Linked DNA regions of Mus musculus: region 1 is linked to region 2. The links are chromatin contacts, called in public Micro-C maps. All regions are on one chromosome and are shown on one strand. The core of a region is the stretch at or near the end of the contact, and the rest is flanking DNA. Distances in the headings are between cores, read along the strand shown. Region 1 holds the start of Sp3 (trans-acting transcription factor 3). Region 2 holds the start of Dlx2 (distal-less homeobox 2).

Region 1 (6,665 bases), core at 1,845-4,344, 1.4 Mb after region 2:
TTACTAAATTCAGAGTGTTCATGTTCATCTGGCAGGAAATGGTGTTCTTAGTAATGTTGTGATAGGTCAGAGATCTTAAAGAAGCCCAAGAACATGACACAAACACATGGCTGGGGTCAGTCTAGTGATCCACTAGAGTTGGAGTCTAAGCATGATGCTTTCAACCCTGTGCTTCTCCTCACCACTCCCCTCCCCATCTGTAAGCACATTCTGAAACTTTGATAGTTACATGAAAAATTGCACTTTATTTAAAGTTTATTTTTCAATTTTACTTCTGAGGTAGTTTATTAAGGAAAACAATAAACTTAATTTGACACTTTGGGACTAGGGAAATATAACTTACTTTAAAAGTTTACTAATCTGCTTAACGTTTCTTTAAATTTAAAAGTTTTCCCAAACAGCTTTTGATATTTTAATATGCTTAAAAAATACATGACATTAAAAATGCTCCCACTGTCCATAGTCTAATTTCAGACTAAAAATATCTATTTACTAATACAGAGTAACAACGTTGAATGACTAGTATACAACAGCTAACTTTTCTAACAGTGACAACTAAACTGACACTACATAAATCGATTGCTATAAACCTCTTAAAAACTTAGTCTTGAGGCGTGTTTTAACTATCTTAACAGGTGAACACACCTTTTCACAGTAAGCTAAGAGCAGCAATGGTCCACACAGATGTAAAATTCACATTGTCTACAGCACCTAATTTTACACTGAGTCTTCACTAAGACTTGCCGCTCCTCTCCACAACCTAGAGGTTCTAAAATTTACAAAAGAATCCCATCAGACTCGTTATAATAAAAATAACATTTAGCCAACCAATTTCAACTCTTAAAAGTATGAAGTGTGCTAACAAGCATGTAAACAAAATGACTTTCATCTACTTTTTAAGATTGATATTCTAGAAAACCTCAAAGGCCAAAGTTATTACTAACTTCAAATTCAAATTTCAATAGCCTCCCAACTATTTCACTTAACCCTACTCAGAACAAAACTAGTGCAAAGTTGGAGTAGTCTGCAAAACGCCAACAATTCTGAATGATCAGGTTAAAAAATAATAATAATAAAAATGTTCGTCCCTGCGTATAAAAGAACACCCTCCTTAAATGATCAAATACCCAAGATCTGGAAACTTGCTCCAGATTCAAAAACTCTAGAAACTAGAGCCATCCTTGCCTCGGTAGGTGATACTATCTGTGACCGATAGGCTGTGCTTGCAAATGTAGTGCAAAGAGCGAGTGAGTTTTCAAGTCCTGATACGAATTACTTAAACATCCATTTTGGAGTCCCGTGCCCACCCCCCACCTCCTCCGTCTCAGACTTCATTTTGTGAGGAATTTTGCGCGCGATGCCGCAGTGACAATCTCCGGAAAGCGCGGGCCGGCCCGGGCTCCCACCGGGGACGCGAGCGAGCAGGGAAGCGCGGCAGAGCCGGACGGCCCGCGCGTGACGGCCGCGCGGCGGCGGGAGGCCTTGGGCTGGCGGGCTGGCGGGCGGGCGCGCCGCAGGCCCGGGATGGCGGGCGGGCGGGACTTACCGCTCCGGCGGCGGCGGCGGGGACCCCGGCGGCGGCGGCAACGGCCGCCTCCTCGTCGTCGTCGCCCGGCGATGGCGGCCCTATCTTGCTGCAGGTAGCGGCCAGCAGAGCGAGCGGTGACGGCTGAGTGTCCTACCCGCGATGGGCGGGTTCAGAGAGGGAGACAGGGAGGGGGGTGGCGGTTAGGGCCGGGCCCGCTCGCACAGGAAGTACGGCTCGCTCCGCGCCTGGCCGCGCCGCCAACCCGGCCCCGCGCTCTCCTCCTCCTCCTCCTCCGGGGTCTGCGGCGCCTCTCCCCGCGCTCGGTGGCCCGCGGCGGACGGCTGCGCGCCGGGCCTCTTCCCTCCGTCCGGATCCCACCCGGGAGGGCGCGCACACTTGCACACTCACACACACACAAACACACACACAAAAAGGCGGCGGGCGGGGGCGCGCGGGCGGGGTCGGAGCGTTGGCGCCTCGGGCGGGCAGCTCCCGGGGCGGGGGAGGGGCGGGCGAGCGCGCGCGGGAGGGAGGGAGGGAAGGAGGGAGGGCGAGGGGAGGAGAAAGCGGCGCGCGGGGAGCCCGGCCGCGCTCAGCCGCTCCTCACCTGGGCCGCCGCCGCCGCCGCGCCGTTTCCGTGCTGCTGCTGTTGCTGCTGCTGCTGCTGTAGATACTCGCCGTGGCCGCCGCCGCCTCCGCCGCCGTCCACGTCCAAGGCAGCCATTTCCTCTTGTTTCACGGGCTTTTCGGGAGCTGCAGGCACAGCGCGGGGGGAGGGGGGAGGAGGAGGGTGGGGTGGGGAGGAAGGCGGGTGCGGGGAGGGAGGGGGCCCGCGAGCCGCGGCCACATTAGTGAGCGCCGGGCGGCCCGGGCCCTGCCCCTCCCCTGCCCTCCCCCCGGCCGCGGCGGCCACGGCGGCGGCGGCGCGCTCCCTCCTCCCCTCCTGCTGCCCCCGCCCGCCGCGGCTGTAACCCTCCTCCTCCTCGTTCCCTCCTCCTCCTCCCCGCGCTGCCCCTGCCCCCTCTCCTCTCCTCTCCTCTCCTCCCCTTTCCCTCCGCGGCGCTCGCTCCTCTCGCACCGTCAGTCACTCGCACACGCCCGCCCGCCGCCGCCGCCCGCGCCCGCACACAGGGGGGATGCGCTCCCGGCGGACCGGGCCGCCCGCCCGGAGCCCGGCGGGCACTCGGCGCTGGGGCTGGAAGGGCTGGACAGCTGGCTGGCGGAGATGGGAGTGCGGCTTTCTGCCTCCGCCGACACTCGGTCGCACGCTCCCGGAGGCCGGGAGCCGGCGGTGGCGGCCCCGGGCTGGCTGTGGGCGGCAGTGGCAGCGGCGGAGGCAGCGAGGGTTGCTCTCTCTCGGCTTTACGTACCGGTCATAGTGTGTTTAGGACAGCTCAGGCGGGGCTCCCCGCCGCCTTACACATGGTGAGAAGCGAAGGCGGCGGCGGCGGGAGAGGATGCGGGAAGCGGCGGCGGACACGGCCGGAGCGGTCCGGGGAATTTTTTTTTTCCTATTTTGATTGACTGTGCGGGAAACACAAAAGGTGGAGCCTCCAGCCCAAAAGGGGGGAAGAGGGCGACAGCCCGCCCGGAAGTTCCGCCCCTCTTCCCGGCTCTCATTTGCCGCTAGGCTCTCCGTCAGCTCTGTTCATTGGTCCGGACGCCTGTCCGTCGCTCGGCCTGGCGGCGGGCTTCCTGTTTGCCCCCGGGTTGAAGGGGAGAGACAATGAGCGGCCGTGGCGCCGTAGGTTCTCCAGAACGGCCCCGGCTCGCGCGTTACCCCGCTGTGCCAGCCTCGTTCCTCGGCTGCGGCTGCCAGACCCGAGGCGCAGGCCTCTTCCACTGGCTGGCCCTGTGTGCAGGCCTCGCCAGGCTGTCGGGGAGCCGAGCTGGGGAGGAAGTCCGTCCCCGGTGGCTCCGGCTCCACTCGACGTCTCCTCCATCCTGGCAGCCGACCGGACTGGATCTCCCCAGGGCCCGGGCGCTCGGAGCTGCGTCTTGCCAGCGCTGCCAGGAGGCCACCGCCGCTCGGCCCCAGGGCTGCTGCTGCTACTGAGCAAACCGGACCCGCCCCACGAGCCCTGGGGGAGGGAGCTGGTATTGGGGGAGACACCCCCTCCGAGGCTGGAGGAGGACGTTTTCACACACATTCAGCTCTTGGTCGCAAGTCGGATCCATCACCTTCTCATCCTCCCGAGCTTAGCCCGTGGTTACCAACCATCTACTTTTGTGGACCCTGGAGGCGGGCACTTAGAGCAAAAAGATATCTCCAGTCCCTTCATAAAGAAAAAAGGTTTTAGTTCTGGCCAGTGATATCAAAGCAGGCTTAGTTATGTTTTTATTCAATGAGATACAGTCACCCTTTAAAATCAGTTTGCTGCACACACAAACTACCTGCTTCTTAACCAAGAAAGTCAGTCAACATTTGTTAAAACAGTACATCTAAAAAGTATCCTTCCTCTTGGGAGCGTTTAGTTACTTTTTTTTTTTTTTTTAAATTTTGTACTTAGTGGTGTATTAACACCCCTTCCTTTGACATCCTCAATGCCTTGCAGTCAGTCATTCAGGAGAAAAAAGTGTTCTGCAAACAACAGACAGAACGTTGTCTATTACCTCTAGATACTTTTGCTTAAGAAAGGTTGAATTTAAGAGTAGGAAACACTATCCACAATACTTTTATTAGAAATCTACCTCAAGCAAGAATAAACATCCCAATTATTGTACTTGTATGTTTTGTATGAGGTTGAAGGCAAAGCATTTAAACTAGCTTTGTATACACGAACTTGAAAATTCATGGGGGGGAGGGGCAGTGCATACATCGGTTTCAGAAGCCTTTTTGGACTTGTTTTTTTGTTTTTTGGTTTTTTCTCGTTGGTTGTGGTTTTTGTTTTCAAGACAGTTTCATGTGTAGCCTTGGTTGTCCTGAAACTGGATTTGTAGACCAGGTTCACCTGGAACTCACAGAAACCCACCTGCCTCTGCCTCCTGAGTACTGGGATTAAAAGTGGGGGCCATCTCCGCCAACTACTTCGTGGTAATTTTTAATACAGTGACACATGTTCTCTTTCTCTTGTGTCATGCAAGCAAGAACAGTCTTTCAGGGCCAAAAACCAGATAACTCAAACTAGCTGTTTTGAGGCAAAGCTCTTAAAAATGCACATCAGTGCTGGGCGGTGTTGACACACGCCTTTAATCCCAGCACTTGGGAGGCAGAGGCAGGCGGATTTCTGAGTTCAAAGCCAACCTGGTCTACAGAGTGAGTTCCAGGACAGACAGGGCTACACAGAGAAACCCTGTCTCGAAAAAACAAAAACCAAAAAAAAAAAAAAAAAAAAAAAAAGAATGAACATCAGCAAGAGTATGACTCAGCATAAGGTGAGATTCAGTAGACTTCTCCAACCACAGTTGAGTCACTGTGACACCCTATGTTAAGATGACCAAAAGCAAAATGGTCTCTTGCAAGAATACTTATTTCTTAACTAGTGCAAATACACTAAAGTATATGCAAAGCATAAAGCCGGTATTTAGATAAATACATGTAGTAACATACAGTATAATTTACGGTGGATTAATATGTTTTTGTACAGTCATTAAATGAGAATCAAGTATTATCATGAACAAATCTCGAAACAACAGTAAGATCTGTTTTCCCCTGTCCCCACGACTTGGCCCAGTTTCTTGTTTTCTCTCAAGATTTTCACAAGCTATTCCTGGCCAAGAAACAAAACCAGATCACCCTATTCCCCAGTAGACTAGGACAAAGTTGGTAATAACATCAGCTACAACTCCAAGAGAAGGAAATCAAGCTTAGTCTGTAAGGTACCTCACTGACTAGCTAGAAACGTTATATGGTGTCATGGTCAGCGATTAGTCTACCATATCAAACTAAAATGGAGGTACTATGGGGGGGGGGGGGGGTTTGGGCTCTGAATTTTTTCTTCATCTAATGAGTAGGTTCAGAATATGTAGACCTGTGCTAATTATTAAAGGATATTTTAAAACATACTAAGTTGTGACTATATACGGATATACATAATAACTGTTAGTGTTAGTTTTACTTGTCAATTTAACACAATCTAGAATTACCTGAAAAGACAGTCTTAATGAGGGATTATCTGGATCCGTCTGACCTGTGTCTATGAGGGACTGTCTTCATTAAATTAACTGATATGGAAAGACATAGTCCACTGTGAGTGGCACCGTTTCCTTCATTTATTTGGGTCCTGGACCATATAAGAGCAGAGACAATAGGCTGAGCTGTAAACATGCAAGCATTCAATTCTCTTTTAGTAAGGATTCGATGTGACCTAAAGTCCAATATGACTGAAGTTCCTGCTTCCTTGGGTTCCCTTCTAGAAAGGACTGAAATAAATTTTTCTTCTTTTAAAGTTGTTCTTTGTCAGGGTATTGTATCACTGCAACCAGAAATGATAGCAATACAGAAATTCACTGTAAGTCTTCAAGATGCTAAGTTTTAAACAGTTAAGGACAAAAGTGAGGACCAGCCAGATGGCTTAGCAGATCGGGAGGGCTTGTAGCCAAACCTGACAACACTTCAGTCGCAGGAATCCACATGATGGAGAAACTGTCCCTCAAGTTGTCACCTTACCATGACACGTGCTGTAGTATAAAGCACAAATTCCATAAATGAGGAAAATGAGATTTAAATGGAATTCCTAGGTGTTGTGCTTACATGTCCAAGTTTTAGTTAAGTTAGGCTGAGGGTATCACCATACTTCATATTGTGTTAATATTACGCAATCCTGTTTTAACCTTTTTAAACAAATGAGTACCTGTCGAGACAGTAAAACAAGCATGTCCTGACTGACCAGGAAGAGTCAGTGACTCCATATGACGAAGGCTCCAGCCTTAGCCACTAGAAAATTGGACTGAAATGAGGACTGGGAGCAACTCGGAGACAGTTGAGGCATACAGGTCTGGGTGCCAGAAGATGGACATGGCCTATGGGTGGAAGGATTTGGATGCATGGATAAAACAAGGAGGGGGTCACTGCGCAGACTCGGGAGCCTTTGCCACGTTCTTAGAACTCTGTCCATGAACAAGTTCCTTGGCAAAAAAAAAAATTCTGCCAGGCCTGGTGGCGTACACCTTTAATGTCAGCACTTGGGAGGCAGAG
Region 2 (6,417 bases), core at 1,278-3,777:
CTGGGAAGGGGCGACAAGTCCGAGGATGGCCTAAAAGTGGCCGGGGCTCAGGTCGGAATTGAGGCCAGGGACGCCAGGCTTGGCACTAAAGGATCCCACGAGGCCTCCTTGTTTCCGGCTGCTCCGTGGCAGTGCGAGAAGTGGCTCCACGACGGGTCACCCCTGGTCGCCACTTCCAATACCGCTGGGTGGGTGGCGGTCGCGGGCTGGTAGGTTCGAGCCTCTAGCTACAGGACGCGTGCTGAAGAACACGGTGTCTCAGTTCTCAAGTCTCAGACGCTGTCCACTCGAGGTTAGAAAATCGTCCCCGCGCTCACCGGGGCGCCCCCGCCTGCGTGGTGGTGGTGATGGTGGTGATGGTGCGCCTGCGGAGTCTGCGAAGGATGCAGAAGTGGCGCTGTGGCCTGCAGGTGTGAAGCGGAGCCCGAAGCCTGGTGGTACCACGGGTAGTTTCCCAGAAAGGCCGAGGCGGCGCTGCTCGGGCTGGAGCCAGAGCTGCCCGCACCGCCGCCTCCGCTGCCCGGGCCGCCGCCAGCCATCCGCTGCGGCGCGCCGAAGTCCCAGGATGCTGGCGCCGAGACCGGCGGGGAGGCACAAGGAGGAGAAGCGCTGGCTCCAGGGTGCTGCTCGGTGGGTATCTCGCCGCTTTTCCACATCTTCTTGAACTTGGATCGGCGGTTCTGGAACCAGATTTTGACCTTTGTAGAAAAAAAGGAAAAGCCCTGAGCTTTAGTACAGGAACCTGGGCAGGAGGTTGGTGGAGTGGAGACGGCGGGCGAGCAGACCTGGGCTCTGGGCCTCCGCTGCTTCTAGCTACATTGGGGGGATCTCAAAATGCTGATGGATGAGCTCTAAGTATGTGACCAAGGTTCTGGGTAGTGCGGTGTCAGGTCAGTTATGGAACCCGCTTTAGCAGCAGCGAGTGGAAAGGCGTTGTAGTGTGGGATTTCTGTCCACCCGGGTCATTTTCTTTCCTCCCATGCGGCTGCCCCCTTTGAAAAAAATTTCTTATTTTGTTTGTTTGTTTGTTTTAAGCATTGGGCCTAGAAGTTTACTTTGCCCGGAATAAAAAAGCACAGGTGAAAATATACTTTTGAAAAGTTGTTCCGGACGTGCCCGCTTCCTAGAGAAAGCAGGCCATCTCCCACCTTGCTCACCTGAGTTTGGGTGAGGCCCAGGGACGCCGCCAGCTCGGCTCGCTCTGGCAGGGCCAGATACTGGGTCTTCTGGAAGCGTCGTTGAAGGGCCGCCAGCTGGAAACTGGAGTAGATGGTGCGTGGTTTCCGGACTTTCTTTGGCTTCCCGTTCACTATTCGGATTTCAGGCTCAAGGTCTTCCTTGTCTGCAACGAAAAGTGAGTGGTGAGCACCCACCGTCCAACCCCGCGGTCCTAAAGTTCGGAGCGGAGGCCTTTAGAGACTTGAGGAGGCCTTCCCAACTTCAGCACGCGCCGACTGGCCTGGCCACGGAACCCTGCAAGGGACCCGGGGGAGCTGTGCAAGAGAGAAAGAAGAGGCGGGCAGCAAAGCTATGCGCTACCCACAGCATGCCAACTGGCCCAACCGCCCACCGACTCTGTCCCCCGGAGCGTGGAGAGGCAGAAACTGCGATTCGCGTGCAGTTGGAGATTGGGCAGAGTTCAGGGCGGGAGCAAGAGATGCACAGAGTGCAAGGCTAGAGCTCCGGACTGCCCCCCACCCCATGCTTACCCGGTCCCTCCCCGTGACTTGGGCACCCTAGATGCTTGCGATGCTTACCCGGCTCGTTGTTGACCGGAGACGAACTGGTGCCGTAGGGCGCGTAGGAGGTGTACGCGGCGGTGTAGCCCAGGTCGTAGCTGCTTTTGGCGGAGTAGGAGACATTGTTGAGGCCGCTGGCGTGGTACTGGTAGGAGCCCATGTGCGCGTAGGGCGAGGCCCCCCCGCCGCCGCCGCCCGCCGGGTGCTGCTGGTTGGTGTAGTAGCTGCTGTCCGTAGCCGTGGACACCGGGAGGGTTGGCGACTCCTGGGGCTTGTGCAGGCTGCTGTTGCTGCTGCTGCTGTTGCTGTTGCCGCCAGGGCCGGCGCCCGCACCGCTCGGGGGCTGCTGGTGCTGGTGGTACGTGCTGGAGGCGGTGATCTGGGTCGAGTGCATATCAGCCACCAGACTGTCAAAGACTCCAGTCATCCTGACCCGGGACAGGAAAGAGCACGGGTGGCGGGCGAGAGGGGGATGCGAGGCGCCTCCTCTGTCTATCTCTCCGGGTCCCTTCCAGCAACCAATGTAATTACGGGGAGGGGGAGGGAGAGGAAAACAAGAAATGAGGCTACGGTCTAGGCGCCTCCTCCCCTGGAGGAGGCGATCACCGTGCGTGGCTCGGGACCGCAGCTGCTGGCCGCATCCTTCCCGGGCCTCTCGGACCTCTCGGCTCCTGGCCCGGCTCGGGCGGGGGGCGGGCAATGGAGGGGGCAAGAGCGGTCAGACCCGGTAGGGGCTCCAGGAGGCGGGAGCAGGTGAGCGACCCCCGAGCAGCTTTACGATTGTCTGCCGGGCAGGCTCCTGCAGGGTGGGCATTTAACACTTATCACGTGACCGCGGGCAACGTCACCTAGCAACAGCCAATCAGAAGGAATGAGCCGCGGGGCGCCGGGAGTCCGCGACCGGGCGGCCCCGGGACCCGCGTGTCACGTGGCGGGCAAGGCGGCCGCGGTGGGTGCGTGTACAAGCACTGCAGAAAGTGGGTACCCGATCTGGAGCTGGATAGGGTGCGGGATGGCCCGCAACAGGACATAAGGCTCCGGGAAAGAAATGGGGTCTCCCACCTTACTCTGCTTTCAAGAGCCAAGTCTAACGATTTACATCTCTTGTCCAACTTCGCCTTAATCAAATAAAGCCAGGAAGAGGGCCGAGCCAGCTCTGTCTCCTTTTTCTCCAGATACTTTTCCTCGAGGTGCCTGGCTCGCACTACTCTTGTCAGCCACTTTGCACCTGACGGGCAATTGATTTAAATTATCCATAAACCGCGTATAATAACCTATGCTTCCCAAACTACCCACAGAGATATTACGACAATTAATTGGATAATGTTTAACGTTTTTCCTTTTTGCTTGAGAGAAGAGCTCTATAAGCCCAAAGGTATTATTACTAGTAATGTATTTGAAATCACTTTTCCTCATACACATAAAGGTCTCTAGTAATGACGCACATCTGAGCCACTAGCTGGAAACTGATTCTGAGGTTCCCTCCTTGGGAAAGGTAGGCCAGACTAGACAGCCTTCAAAGTCGTTTGCATTGGTGTTTTTATGAAAAGGGGAATGAAAAAAAAAAAGAGATACTGAAGTAATATTAGAGATTTATCAAGATTCATTATCACACGTTTTCTTGATATAAACAATAAATATAAGAAGTTTTATTTTGTCTACTTTATTTTACATTTTCGTGTTCTAGGATCTTACTCCACTGTTGTAATTTCTTTCTCTAGGTTTCTTTCTTTATTTTTATTTTTCTTCTTTCTTTCTTTCTTTCTTTCTTTCTTTCTTTCTTTCTTTCTTTCTTTCTTTCTTTCTTTCTTTCTTCCTTCCTTCCTTCCTCTCTCTCTCTCTCTCTCTCTCTTTCTTTCTTTCTTTCTTTCTTTCTTTCTTTCTTTCTTTCTTTCTTTCTTTCTTTCTTTCTTTCTTTCTTTCTTTCTTTCTTTCTTTCTTTTCCAAGTGATGAGTTCCCCTCTCTGGTGGTTGGGATTTTCAAAAGAAGGGTGATGGATGGACTCAGCGCAGTGATGGACTCTCAAGTTTGAAGATTGCGGTAGCGCCTGCTTTGTGGCGCCACCTGGTGGACAGTGTAGGAGGTTGTTACAGGCCTGGTAGACAGTCTAATCACGCCCAGGCGCCAGCCTCTGAAACCCCCCAAAAGAACAAAATAGTAATTAAAAGCCACAAAATTGTGCTAGTGCGCGCCATCTGAAGCATCCCTTCCTAAAGACATAACATGTCACTGAAAGAACTTGTTACAACAACTGCCTAATGGAAAACAAGTTGATACTTTAAAAAATACGATCTTTGGTCTTCCCCAGAAAAAGCAAGTGTGTAATTAAAACTCCAGCATTCACACAGCGGAATAATGAGGCAGGTAATGCGCCTTCCAGTCTGCCTGGATTTAGTTCTCAGCCACTTGGCTAAGGAAGGCCTAGAGAATGGGGAAGAATGAGTTTTATTAGAAACGCTCCCTGGTGGGACTCGCCTGCACCAGACCAGACCCTCCCTACTGTATTGACTTTAAACTGCTTCCTGCCCCTTTTATGTGCATCAACGGTATCTCAAGGTTTTTAATCCAGATTGCCTTTTAGCGACTCGATTTCAAGTCCCTGTGCTCTGACACCACACGAGTAGCTGTTTTGCCCTAATAAAAGGAAAAAAACCAATCAAAATTAAAATTAAAAATCAGAATCAGAATTAAAAATCTGATTGCGCTTTCTCTGCCCCTTTGTTGCCAATCAAGCCTGTCCTGAAGGCATACTGGTGGTGGAAAGTTTTCTGCATTCTATTTCTTTCTCAATCCCCAGAAACAGTGTAAACTCAGGTGAGATTTATAAAACAGCATCATTCTGGAATAAATAGGACCTGGGCCCTCTTTTATCTTGGACACAAGATGAGTGCCCTGTAGCCTGGGAAGTGGATGCAGCTCTGAGCCTAGAGAGGGGAAAAGCTGCAAGGGGAAGGAGAGAGACCTATAGCTGGGGGGGGGGGGGGGACCTAGGCTTGAAGTGTCCTGATAAGCCAGACACAAATCTACATCTTGTTCCATTTACTAATTTTGTTTTCTTGAGGCACAATCTCAGGACGCTGTGCTGGCTAGTCTGGAACTTGCTGTGTAGACGAACCTGGCTTCAAATTCACAACCATCCTCCTGTCTACATCTGAGTTCCTGAGTGCTGGGATTACAGGCATGAGCCACCCCACCCCCACCCGCCAAAATCTAGGTTCATCCAAATTGTCTCATTGCTTTGTAAGAAATAGCCAACGGATTTCTCTACTTTGGTCTAAAGTGAAGCACCCTAAGTATTCTTGTATTGATTGTATTCTTGTATTGATTGATATTTTACACTTTGAGCCCCAGTTCTGAGGAGAGCCACTCTGCTCTCCTCAGACAGAAGAGGCCTCAAGAGGGAGTTGAGATGAATTTGGAGAGAAACTGGCTGCCTGAATGAGGCTAGTTTGCCTTGGTGCTTGCTCCTTCCCTTCAGTTATTATTCCTAGCCCCAGAGTTCTTTTAGTCTGCCTAGATCTAGTAGAGGAGGGTTAGGTGTCTCAATGCAGACTTTGTGTGTTTCAACACATCTCAGTTTGCAGCCTGTTCCTCAGAGTGTAGCTTGATCCACCCATTCCCTTTGTAGCAATGAACATCTCGAGGTTCTTGGATAGAAGAAAACAACTTCTTTCGCATCAGGTGCTTCACTCAACTTCAGCTGTCAGCCAGCTGCCTTCTCTGTTGCTACAGCACAAATCCCAGTAGTGTTTAGGGTAAGCCCTCAAACACCCAGGATTTCCAGAGGCTCCAAGCTGGAGAGTGAAGGTTCACTTAGGGCTCCCCCTAACCCCCTGGCCAGATTCCCTCGATTTCGCTTGGCCCAGAACTTTGCCTCTGCTTGTCTACTGGGTGTCCTGCACCAAGCTGAGAGGTGAGATCTGGGAAAGAAGGCACCCGCCCCACTCCCCCAGGGCTTCCATGTTGGTCTGCACATTCCAAGGCTAGTTTGACTACCTACTCTCTGGCTATGGTCCCAGGGTGAATCTTTGCTTGCTGCTGGTCCCAGGAGTGATGCTTGGTGTGTGTGTGTGTGTGTGTGTGTGTGTGTGTGTGTGTGTGTGTATGTGTTTATGTGTGTGTGTATGTGTGTGTGTCTTGGGGGTACCACCCCTATAGCTCTGGAGACCTGCAATTTCTAAATCTCTTAAGCTTTGTCCTGGAACTCAAAGCTGTGGGGAAAGGGCAGGGATTTGTCTCTGGAGACCTCCCAGTCCTGCCCGTCTCATACTGGCTTCTCTATCACAGCCACACAGCTACCCCAGAAAGTTCTTGTTAGTGTCTTTAACACTGGTTCTCCCAGCAAGACCCTAAGGTTTCCTCCAGGAATCCAGGGAGCCACACAGAATCCCATCCCTTAAGCCTTCACATGGACAGACTCCAGAGCCTGTATTCTTGAAACTCAAGTTTGTGTTTTAGTTTTCCTTCCTAGGCTCAGCAAGAGGTCACAATGCTTTCAAGGGTTGGGCTTGTTAGCCCAGCTAAGTGGGTGGGGTCTTCTGCTAGGTGCTTCCCTGATAGCTCCCCAGGGGCATCTTTGCCTTTCCTTTCTCCACCTTAAGTGGTCCTGAGTACAAGGCTCTCTACTGCTCCCAATCTCACTACTGGCACTTCCTTGTTGTAACATAGTGTCCGGAT

The links. A called contact is a pair of places that touch in the nucleus more often than the background predicts.
Region 1: a Micro-C map of embryonic stem cells shows a contact between it and region 2, with 6 times the contacts expected there. The contact joins the promoter of Sp3 here to the promoter of Dlx2 in region 2. A contact is called at or near these places in 1 of 39 promoter capture datasets (hippocampal neurons), 1 of 484 Hi-C or Micro-C datasets (embryonic stem cells) and 2 of 115 datasets of contacts at active chromatin or transcription factors (embryonic stem cells and pancreatic cancer cells).

What each region holds. Positions count from the first base shown.
Region 1 is chr2:72,977,352-72,984,016 of GRCm38.p6, forward strand. It overlaps Sp3 (trans-acting transcription factor 3), which reads right to left and starts at 3,095. Exons shown (of 7, transcript NM_001018042.3): 1 at 2,899-3,095; 2 at 2,136-2,281; 3 at 1,547-1,678. The coding sequence starts at 2,905. It overlaps Sp3os (trans-acting transcription factor 3, opposite strand), which reads left to right and starts at 2,081. Exons shown (of 3, transcript NR_045269.2): 1 at 2,081-2,244.
Region 2 is chr2:71,544,227-71,550,643 of GRCm38.p6, forward strand. Dlx2 (distal-less homeobox 2) reads right to left here and starts at 2,528. Exons shown (of 3, transcript NM_010054.2): 1 at 1,758-2,528; 2 at 1,158-1,342; 3 at 1-698. The coding sequence starts at 2,166. The coding sequence ends at 294.